Linked DNA regions of Rattus norvegicus: region 2 is linked to region 1. Evidence: chromatin contacts called from public Hi-C data. All regions are on one chromosome and are shown on one strand. The core of a region is the stretch at or near the end of the contact, and the rest is flanking DNA. Distances in the headings are between cores, read along the strand shown.

What was found. Hi-C and Micro-C count contacts between places; a contact is called where the count stands out from the background.
Region 2: a contact with region 1 is called in a Hi-C map of the A7r5 cell line, with 5 times the contacts expected there. The contact joins the promoter of Iscu here to the enhancer-like site in region 1. A contact is called at or near these places in 9 of 12 Hi-C or Micro-C datasets (the A7r5 cell line, the Rat2 cell line, Schwann cells and 5 more).

The regions. Positions count from the first base shown.
Region 1 is chr12:48,477,585-48,482,883 of GRCr8, forward strand. LOC108352466 (a long non-coding RNA gene) reads right to left here. Exons shown (of 3, transcript XR_001840714.3): 3 at 4,918-5,299. Among named protein-coding and RNA genes, the nearest start is that of Tmem119, 8.9 kb to the right of the region's middle. Within about 2 kb of position 2,602, at least 5 of the 93 cell types and tissues checked have an H3K27ac peak or open chromatin away from gene starts, as enhancers often do. A contact at or near this core is called in the A7r5 cell line, where this site is marked.
Region 2 is chr12:48,516,613-48,521,911 of GRCr8, forward strand. It overlaps Iscu (iron-sulfur cluster assembly enzyme), which reads right to left and starts at 2,084. Exons shown (of 5, transcript NM_001105936.1): 1 at 1,930-2,084; 2 at 562-675. The coding sequence starts at 2,043. Sart3 (spliceosome associated factor 3, U4/U6 recycling protein) reads left to right here and starts at 3,241. Exons shown (of 19, transcript NM_001107156.1): 1 at 3,241-3,563. The coding sequence starts at 3,255.

The DNA.
Region 1 (5,299 bases), core at 1,352-3,851:
GTTGCAGCTTCTGGTGACTGAGGGGACTGTGGGTGACCAGGAAACATTTGGGGAATGTTTTAACAGTTGAAAATGTAAGTGAGGCAGAATCTCAGTAGTATACTGAGCAACTGAAAATGATGTTTTGAAGAAAATAATATGGAACCTAGTCATAATGGTTCATGTCTGTCATTTTAGTACTCAGGAAACTGAGTCTGGAGGATTGCTTTAAGTTCAAGGGTAACCTGAGCTGTATAGCAAACATTATGCCAGCCTGAGCTACAGAGTAAAACCTGTATTACTAGCAGTAACAAGGGGATTGTATGAGGATTCCTGGGGTAAAGGCCATGAGTTATCTTACCATACAAGCCTGAAAAATGTGTTTGATCCCCCCAAAGCCCACAGGAAAAGTGGAAGGGAAGAATTGATTCTGCAAAGTTTTCTTCTGAACTTCACATGTGCGCCATAGCACGTGTCCACTTGTACACACACACACACACACACACACACACACACACACACAAGTACACAAGTTAAAAAGATGAATGGGGGAAATGTCCATGATATCTATGTTAAATAAATTCTGAGCTTGTTTTCTTAAGATTTCTCATGGTTAGAAAAAACACATTAGTGTGAAGACATTGGGGATCCAGCTTTGCATGGTACCAGAGCCCACACAGCTGGTGAGCCGTGACAGCTTCACCTCTCAGGCGACTGTGGCCACCCTGTAGGTATTTTTGGTTGTCACAGCTAGGATGATCCAACAGCTGTAGAGGGGCACAGCTCAACAGGGCACAGTGTCCCCTTACAGGCTGGTTCCCAGTGTCTGTGGTGCATAAGTAAGGATCTGGCTCTGAGACTCCCTTCCCAATGATTTCTGGAATCCCTTTGGCTTCTTGGTCCTCATGAGTTTGGTTGAGGAGTGGTCTCTTGGTAGTGGGAGGTTACAGCCACCTCTGCTGGTAGCTCTGGACTGCAGAGCCCCCACCATAGCCGAGATTAGTGGGAGATGAGAGCTATCATGGGGGTTTGACTGGGGCCCTCTCATTCCCCTAGGGTGGCTGATTCTGCACTCGTGGTTGTCTGGCCTTGGCTCTGGCCTCTGTGTGTCACAGAGGCACAACTTCAGGTGATATCCCCTGAGAGTTCAGCAGTCCCCATGGAGACCAAATACAACGGTTCATGAGTGTGACCCACTCAGCTCTTCTTTTTTAAAAAACTTTAGTTTATTTTTTATATATACTTTAAGTTTATTTACTTACTTTATATCCCAATATCAGTGCCGTCTCTTCCCGTAGTGCCCCCTCATATAACTTCTCCCCCTGTTCCACCTTCCCCTTCTCTTTTGTTTGTCTGTTTGTTTGTTTTATATAAGTACATACTGTAGCTGTCTTCAGACACCAGAAGAGGGCATCAGATTCCATTACAGATAGTTGTGAGCCACCATGTGGTTGCTGGGAATTGAACTCAGGACCTCTGGAAGAGCAGTCAGTGCTCTTAACAGCTGAGCCCCCTCTCCAGTCCCCCTTTCTCTTTTGAGTGGGTGTTACCTCCCCCACTAACACACGAAGGACCCCACCCCCCAACCCACCCCTGCACATCAAGTCACTGTGGAACTAGACACATCCTCTCCTTCTGAAGCCAGGCAAGGCAGTTATTTAGGGGAGAGGGAGCCATAGGCAGGCCACAAGCTCAGAGGGACCCTCATGAAGGTGAACCTGCTCATCGGCTACCTATGGGCAGGGGGTCTGCTCAACTTTTCAATGGAAGCTTCTGAGGCCCCAACCCTGCCCCCTGTTCATTTTCAGACACACATCTGGTCCAGGTGGTTAAAGGAAGGCCCCGTGCTCCTCCCTCTGAGTCCCCATTCCTCAAGCCTCCTGCTCCTTGATGCACAGCATTCTGCCTCAGGACCTTTGCACATGCCGTTTCTGATGCCTGCTACATATGGGCCTCTGCACGGCTGACACCTTTGAACTTTTTTTTTTTCCGGAGCTGGGGACCGAACCCAGGGCCTTGCGCTCGCTAGGCAAGCGCTCTACCACTGAGCTAAATCCCCAACCCCTATCTTTGAACTTTTTAAGTCTCAGCCTGAACTCTACCTGCTCAGATAAGGCCATTCTAGCCACCAGGGTTGACCCCAGCAGCCTCTGTCCCTCTTGCAGGCGCTGTGGATTTGTTCTATGGGACGGCTTAGTTCATACTCCTTATCTATCTCTCTATCTCTCTATCTGTCTGTCTGTCTATCTATCTATCTATCTATCTATCTATCTATCTATCTATCTATCTATCTATCACAGTAGGAATACAGAAACAGAAAACACCTATGGATCCATAGGAAGGGAAGCTTTGAGAAAAACGGCTGAGTGGAAACGGGACCCTTGAAAGTCTCCAAGTCAGAGTAACTGCCTTAAATCCTGACTCCGATGCTTACTTGAAGTGTGGGTAACACCATCTCTAGGTCTCACTTGCTCTCCTTTGAGGTAGAGAGGGGGATCACTTGGCACTGATCTGTGCCCATCCCCCAGCTGTGAAGCAGGCCAGACCGTCGAGGGGGCACCATGGGGGCCTCACATCTCTCTCGGGCCGTCTGCCTCTGTGGTTTTAGGGAGCCAGACCCCGCCCTGCTGAGCGCTCTGTCTTTTGGCCTAAAATTAGCTCACAAATTCTTTGGCTGCCCGGCCTTAGCTTCTAAGTGACAATTCAAACCAGATGTTTGCAGCTGCTGGGCCCCGTACCCCCAACCCCGGCTGACCCACACTGCTAGCCCAGGCTCAGGCTCAATAGGTTAGACCCAAGCTTGAGGATCTGTCTGTTGCTTTACCTGCCCGGGTCCTGGGTCTGGGTGGGAAATGGGAGGGCTGTGGGCACAGCTGTCCAAGAATAGGACATTTCTCTAAAGATACAGGGGTGAGGGGCTCGATGAGCATTTAAGGAGAGTGTGGGGTGCCTGAGGCTTCCCCTGCCTTGCGGGGGCCCTGCTGGGTGCTACAACCCTGCTTCTGGGACCTTCACCTTAGTTCCCTGAGAAGCCTCTATCACTGTGACAGTTCCTCATCCAAATGGCAAGAGCTCACAGCTTTCCCACAGGGACCTTGTTGGACAGCAGAGGGGACAGCCCTGGTTGGTCGGCCGCTCAATGCGAGGTGTCCCTGCCAAGCCACAGACCTTCAGGGCAGGTAGTGTGCTCTTGGTGACACCAGCTGCTTCCTTGATCCCACCCTGAGAGCCTGGCTCCACTTGGTAGGTGGTCTGGATGTCCTGGAAGGCTCCCCCTGTACAGCTGCCCCTGGGTAACACTTGACCCAGAGGTGGAAGGCAGGGGGCTCAGCTGAGTCAGAACTATGTGGTCAGGAACCCAGGCAAGGACCAGAGGCCTGTATAGCCATCAGGGGTTGGTGTAGAGCCATTACTCTGCCCGGAGATGGGACTCTGAATATCCCTTTCTCTAGGTCTTTGAGAGGAAGGAATTGTGGTTATACAGAGGCTTGATGGAAGAAAGAAGTGACCATATTTTACATACACACATGGTTGATGTGGAGGAGACCAAGTCCCTTTAAATGTCCCGAGAGCTCCATGACACCAGGTGACCACAGTTACCAGGATCTCTGTATCACTCTCCTTCCTGGACCATTTCTCAGGACATCTCCTGGACTCTCTGGTCACCTCTGGCTGTCTTTGCTTTACCCCTACACTGTCGCCAGCCCAGTACCACTGAGACACCATCAGGGCATCTTTCAAATGAGGTCCACAACCTCTGACTAGAATGTAGGTTCTACACGGACAAACTTGTCTGTGTGGCACTTGGAAAATAACCAGAACATATCATGAGGTGGGCAGGGAAGGATAGGGAAGGAAAGGGAAGGGAAGGGTAGTGTGGACAGATGAGATGGGTATAGCGAGGAGAAATAGAGGAGAGAGACATCCTGTGACCGGGAGCTTCACATCCCTCCCCTCACTATTAGACCTACAGGGTCTGCATTTCCCATGGTGCTGACCGGGGTGTCGGGGTGTGTGTGTGGAACAGGGAGGTTGGTGACTAGTCTGAAAAAACCCAACAGGAGTCTGGTAAACGGGAAGTGTGGCCACCAGCTGCACTTTGGCCACCCCCGTGGCCCCCAGTGAGTCTCATAAAGTGTTTCCTTCCACGGCAAGAATGTAAATGTTTACAAGCCAGCCACAGCTGGCTGGCCACTCGGCCACAGGAAGTTCTGAGACCCCAGTCCTTGGGCTGTATGTGTAATCCCCAGGCGGAGGGATGTGGGTTCTTAAGAGCTTTGAACTGAGTCATAATCTGGCTAGGCCACGCAGATCTCCAGTACACGATTGTACCTTTCCCCGATGCGTGAGACCCAGACCTAAAGGCCCCATTATCAGAATCACCCTGTTCCTTGAGCCCCTTGCCAGCCAGAAATCCCCCAAAGGTTATTCTACCAACTCTAAACCAACAACTGAGTCTGCCCTTTATCCTAGAACCACACGGACTGTGTTCTCTTGCTGTGTGTGTGTGGAGAGTTCAGTCTGTCCTTGTTGTTGTCCAGCTATGGGCTACCACATGCATGAGGGGCAAACTTTTTGTCATTAGCTCGTGTGTGTGTGTGTGTGTGTGTGTGTGTGTGTGTGTGTATACATTTATTTATGTTTGTTTGTTTGTTTGTTTGTTTGTTTATGAGAGATGCTGTCACATAGCCCAGGCTGGTCTTGAATTTTCACTGTTTTTTTTTTTTCTTTTTCCAGCTGGGGACTGAACCCAGGGCCTTGCGCTTGCTAGGCAAGTGCTCTACCACTGAGCTAAATCCCCAACCCCTGGTCTTGAACTCACTATGTACTCCAGGATGTCTTCGAACTCCTGATCCTTTTGCTTCCATATTATATGTGATTATAGACATGTGCCACCACACCCGCTTTCTGCATCACTGTGGATGAACCCTGACCCTTGTGGGTAAGTGCTCAGATCCTTGAGCTCTAGTGTTCTATTTAGCTCTGTGAACTGGACACGGTCTATCCCCTGAGAAGAATCAGGGATTGTCTTGTTGATTGATATAGAGGAGCCCAGCCCACTGTGGGCAGCACCATTCCCTAGGCTGTGTGAGAAATCCAGTTAAGCACCGGCCTGAAAACAAGCCAGCAAGCCATGTTCCTGCTTGAGTTCCTACCCTGGCTTCCTTCCCCTCAAGATGGCCACAAAAAAAACAATCAATGTATCTCCAGCTTGTCATAGCTGGTCTTGATGTCACCTTGATTAGACTGACAAATGTCTAAGGAGGCAGGTGAAACTCCACCTCTTATTGGCTCTGAGGTCATCTCCAGAGGCCATTAG
Region 2 (5,299 bases), core at 834-3,333, 39 kb after region 1:
GGCTCAGCTGGGAGAGGGGCAAGGAACAGTGCCCCTCACCCCGCTTGGTTGTTTTCGGCCCTTGCCTGCTGTATGTGAGTGCCTATTTTGCAGGGGTCTGTTTATAGATGTCCCCCCATCAGCACCTCAGGCACTGACAGAGTCTGTAACCAAGGTCTCCATCAATCCCTTTCTCTTGGGCACCAACTGTAATTAACAGCTCTTTTCTGCCTGCCATTAAGGAGGCTGAGGCTGAGCTAAAACTCCAGCTGACCTAGGCCCAGCCCACCACCTTCCACCCCGCTTCCTTTTCCTGGAGAGGTTTGGTTAACACATTCCTTTTCTCACTGGGGGCCTTCATTTGGTCAGAACAGTCACAAAGTCTTTCACTCGGTGAAAGCAAGATCTACCGATGCCTTGGTGTGGTGGTGTTGTGGAGAATGAGGCCACCTGTTTCGGAACAGAGACCCATCCTTGTCAGCCGCCCATCCCTCCTCACAGGAATGGCAGACAAGATGAAATGCTCTGTGAGCAAACTTCTTGTTGGGGTGCAGGGGGTGATCCTTTTCATCCAGCCAGTACCTGCAGTTTCATGACGTCACCACATGCCGGAGCCCCCACCAGTCCGGTTCCAACATTTTTAGATGTCTTGTCAAGGGACCCCACGTTCCTAGGGTTTTCATAATGATCCACAACCTGAAATGGCAGATCAACAGATATCACTGAGGCTTTCCTCTCTCCCTCGGATCAGCAATTTGTATGGGACAGAGATAGGAGCTCAAAGTGAGACCTAAACTCTATCTCCTCCCCAACGACCTTTGTACTGGAGATACGTCCATGGTATCGGTGAAAACTCAGCCACACCTTCATTTCAAGGGGCTGTCAACCAAAAGCCATCAGTTGACTCAGACATTCTACCAGGTCTGTGCTCAAGCACCATTTCTGTTTTTACCAAACACAATACACAAAGAGAATTATACACTTAAAAATCCCAAGAATAAAAATGGCTCCAAATGTAAGATTTCCCAAGAAGTTTCAAGGTGACTGTTAGAAATGAGCCGGAGGTTGGGGAATGAATGAGTCATTGGTGGCTGTAAACAAACACGCCGCCACCCCGATGCAGGAGCGCCCTCTGGTGCCTTAACGCTGCCAGCTCGCACAAGGTCCTGTAGCTAATGTCAACAAAACAACCTTCCCTTTGGGGTGAAGGCCTTGGGCAATGGCACCCAAGCCAGAGCAGAACAAACAGCCATTAAAGTCAGGGACACACCAAGATAAAAACCGAGTGCCCTCCACCCCCCCCCCCAGCCCCAGTCACCAGGAGGCACCCTCATCTGCACCTTGAATCTAAGCCCTGGGGCTCCATCACGCATCATCTAATCAGGACTTTTGGTGTTTTGTACAGCTTGTGGTAGTTTTGTTTTTTTCGAGTGAGTCTCATGTCAAGGGGACTTTAACGTCCCTAGAAGGCGGGGGCCGTAAACTACCCTTCCATACTTTCTGCTCACCACAAATAAATAACCGAGAATCGAAGTTTTATGTTGCCTAGGTGCTTGGCTGAGCTCGAGGCCATCAGCTCCTATAGTAAACGTCATAAGTGGTTTCCATTTGTTGGACCGAGCGCTCTACACACAGGGACTGCAGAAGACCCATGTGAGATCTAAGAGAAAGGTTGGGCAAGGGTCAGTGACTTGCTCAAGGCCAATTAGCCAGGGCAATGGCCTAGCTGGTGAGCATGCCGGTGCTGCAACGTGTGCTCATGCATGTATGTGTGCTGCCCCTTGACCCCCGGCACGACATACCAGGACCCTCCCTTCTGGGCTGTCAGAGTTGGGACACTTGGAGTAGCGGCCGCGGCGGGGCTGAGGTGGCCGCGGGGTCCTCGGTGGTTATCTGTGCAACAGCTGCAGGTCCCCTCGATGGTTCGCGTACCCCCTCGCCCGCCCATACCTTCTTGTGGTAGAGCCTGGCAGGAGCCGACAACTCCCGGGCGGGCAGGCGCGGGCTCCGGAGCAGCAGCGCGGACGCCGCCCGCCTCAGACGGCCCGCTCCAGCCGCCGCCATCTTGCCGGCTTGCACCTGCGTCGACCTCTGCGACGCCGAAGGGAGGGCGCGCTTGTATGACGTCACCGCTGCTTGGCGCTTGCGCTCTCCGCTCCAAGCGCGTGCACGCGTTTCGGCCGGTCTCTTTGGTCACGCCTCCGGAAGGGGCGTGGACGCGGCGCAGAGCGGGAAGGTCTGAAGCTGCGGTCACGTTTGTCTGGTGCTGCGATGGGCGTGGGGCCGCCCAGAAGTGGGAAGCCGGGCCTGACTTGCCCGAGGATGCTCAGACTCAGGCTTATTTGGGATTCGAGCTTGCATGAGTCTCTGTTCAGGTTCAGGCTTTTTTTTTTCTAATTCAAAGGCAGCCGTTTCATCTACGGAGCAAATAACATGTCAAGTGTACACTAGGTGTCACTAAAAAAAAAAAATTCCTGGGAGTCCCGAGGAAAGCAATTCCTGTCTCGTTAACCTTGCTGATGAAGGAGAAAGGCAGTGCAGAGGAAAACAGCAGTGTTCTTTTTTTTTTTTTCTACCTCAACAACGAGGAGTATAAAAGAAACAAACACCATACCTCCTCGACATGTACATGTTTGTTTTACAATCCACTGCATCCCGAGACGATACTTACTGTAATGTGTTAGCATTGGCTATATAGTCACAAAATCGATGCGTCTAACACCTGTTAGATACTAGGTGCTAGAAAGGGGAGGGAGCTTTATACTGAGAGATAGGCTTTTCTCGTGAATGGTGCATTGTATCGCGGAGGAACTGGAATTTTGTCCGCACCTGAGGGCCGGTTGCTGCGAAACAACAACGCACTGGAGCGGGCTGAGCCTTGCAGAAATCCTTTAGTCCAAAAAAAAAAAAAAAAAAAAAAAAAAAAAAAAATGACTTTGACCTTCCTAAGATGGCGTCTGGACCTTAACTATGGCCATCACGCACACACAACTGCCGGTATGGCTGCCACTTCCGGTCCCAAGACCCAAAAGCTGTCCAAGGTCGTAGCCCGACGCAGGTTATGCTAGTGAGCCTTTCTTCCTGACAGTGGCGTCCAGAGACGCCTAAGGATAATATCAGTGGTGGAGTCTTCACGGCTTCCTCCGCCCTGAGGCCCTTCGTGCCACTTCCGCTGGCGCCGAGCGGAGTTTTGGTCAGGCAGACGCCACGGACAGCCTAATGTTCGCCGGGCTTCGGCGGGCGAGGGAGGACCCGAGAATCGCGGGCTGCGCAAGATGGCGACGGCGACTGCATCCTCGGCGTCCGAGCCGGAGGTTGAGCCCCAGGCCCGGCCTGAGGCTGAGGGAGAGGAGGATGAGGCGAAGCCGGCGGGTGTGGGCAGGAAGGTGCTGTCCAGCGCGGAGACAGCCAAAGCCAAGGGCCCTGAGCGGGAGGTGCACCAGGAAGGTGTGAGCGAGAGCGATGGGGATGAGGAGGACGCCGCCATGGCTTCCTCCGCCGAGAGCTCCGCCGGGGAGGACGAGTGGGAGTACGACGAGGAGGAGGAGAAGAACCAGTTGGAGATCGAGCGGCTGGAGGAGCAGGTGGGCCGGGGTGGGCGGCGGGTTCTCTTCCCTCGGGTCCCCAGGCCCGGCCCGCCCCCTCGGTCCTCCGTGGTTATGGAGACCGCTGAGGTCTCCAGGGCGCTGTCAGCCACCGTGGGTCCCCGGTTCCCGAGCTCAGTGGGTGCCCAGAACTTCCGTAAAGTATTCCATTGGATCCTCTTCATGGTTGGGGAAGTAGTGTTAATCCGGTTTCACTGGGAAACTGAGGCTCCTGCCCAAGGTGACACTCAGCTGAAAGTGTTTATCTTTTCAGGCTGAACCCAATCAGGGCTCTTATCCTTTTTGTATTTTTAAACTTGTGTTTGTATGCATGCCCGGACGCGGTTGTCTCATAACCATGTGGGTTCCGGGGATTGAACTCTGGTCATCAGGTGTGGCGGCAAACGACTTTACCTGCTGATCCATCTCTCCAGCCCGGGACTGCCACTCTTAACCAGATAAGGTTTAGCCGTCTGACAGTCGGAGGAGAACTTATTTTCCTTTAGGGATAGTAATAATGGTCAAATGTGGTGTAGAACGGAAAATAGACCGCGACTGTAGTAGAAGCGCAGAGGTTGAGGCTTTTGATCTGAAGCCCGTTTTTTTTTTTTTTTTTTTGTTTTGTTTTGTTTGTTTTTTTGTTTTTTGTTTTGGTGGGGGCGGGGTTTGAGGCAGGATTTCAGTATGTAGCTTTGGCTGACTTGGAAGTCGTTATGTAGACCGGGTTGGCCTGGAGCTCACAGAGGTCTGCCTCCCTCTGTCGTCCCTGCTAGGCAGGAGCCACTAACTCCCTCTTATCTTATGTGTATGAGTGTTTTGCCTGCATGAGTGTGTGAGCTGAGACCAGAAGAAAGCATCAGGTCTCCAGGACCTGTAATTACCAGACTGTTGTCAGCCGCTCTGGGGTTGCTGGGACTCAAACCTGGGTTTTCTGGAAGAGCAACCAGTGGTCCTCATCGCTGAGCCAGAATCCTTCTGGGATTGTGTAATAGCTCTTCTACTCATGTGTCCTCAAGTTTTTTTTTTGTTGTTGTTGTTGTTGTTGTTTTTTGTTTTTTGTTTTCTTAACAGCTTCTGATGTAAATTAGGAGCAACAGCTCCTGTAAAATGGGATTATCATAATTATGATAACCCATGACACCTGCCTAGTGAAGTTGCCGTAGTTGCCCGGTCCCTAGCAGTAAAATGGTCCCTGATCTGTCATTGGCGATAGCTCCTTTACAATCCAGTGTGCTAGCAGGGGTAGGTGATAAAGTCAAGTTAGAGTAATTTGAGCAAAGATGCATGAATAGTCACTGTTTATAAATGTGGGCAGGGGAACCAGGGATGCAAGTTTTGTTCCCGTAGCCAGTCACAGCAGGACTCGGTGTCTATCTTAGGTCTGAAGGGGTGAAGGGAGCCTTATGTTACTTGGAAAGCCTTAAATTCATGGAGGTAGCACCTGAGACCTGATACTGTCTCCCCCCACCCCCCATGCTTCTGCTAGTGCCTCCTGTTGGGCAAACCCAGCTGTAAACCATTGTGCCAGAAGACCAAAATCTAGTGCACCCCAGTTGTTCATGGGACAAGGAGAAGATATGGAGGAGTGGGACCAAAAAGATGAAGCCTGTTCTCGTGAGGAAACGAGGCTCAGCAAATGGTAGGATCTGACTCGGCTGAATTCACACAAGTGGGCCTTGATCTCTTATGGTCATCTGTGGTCCAGATACCCCCCTGGAGGTGCGGTCCCTCAGTGA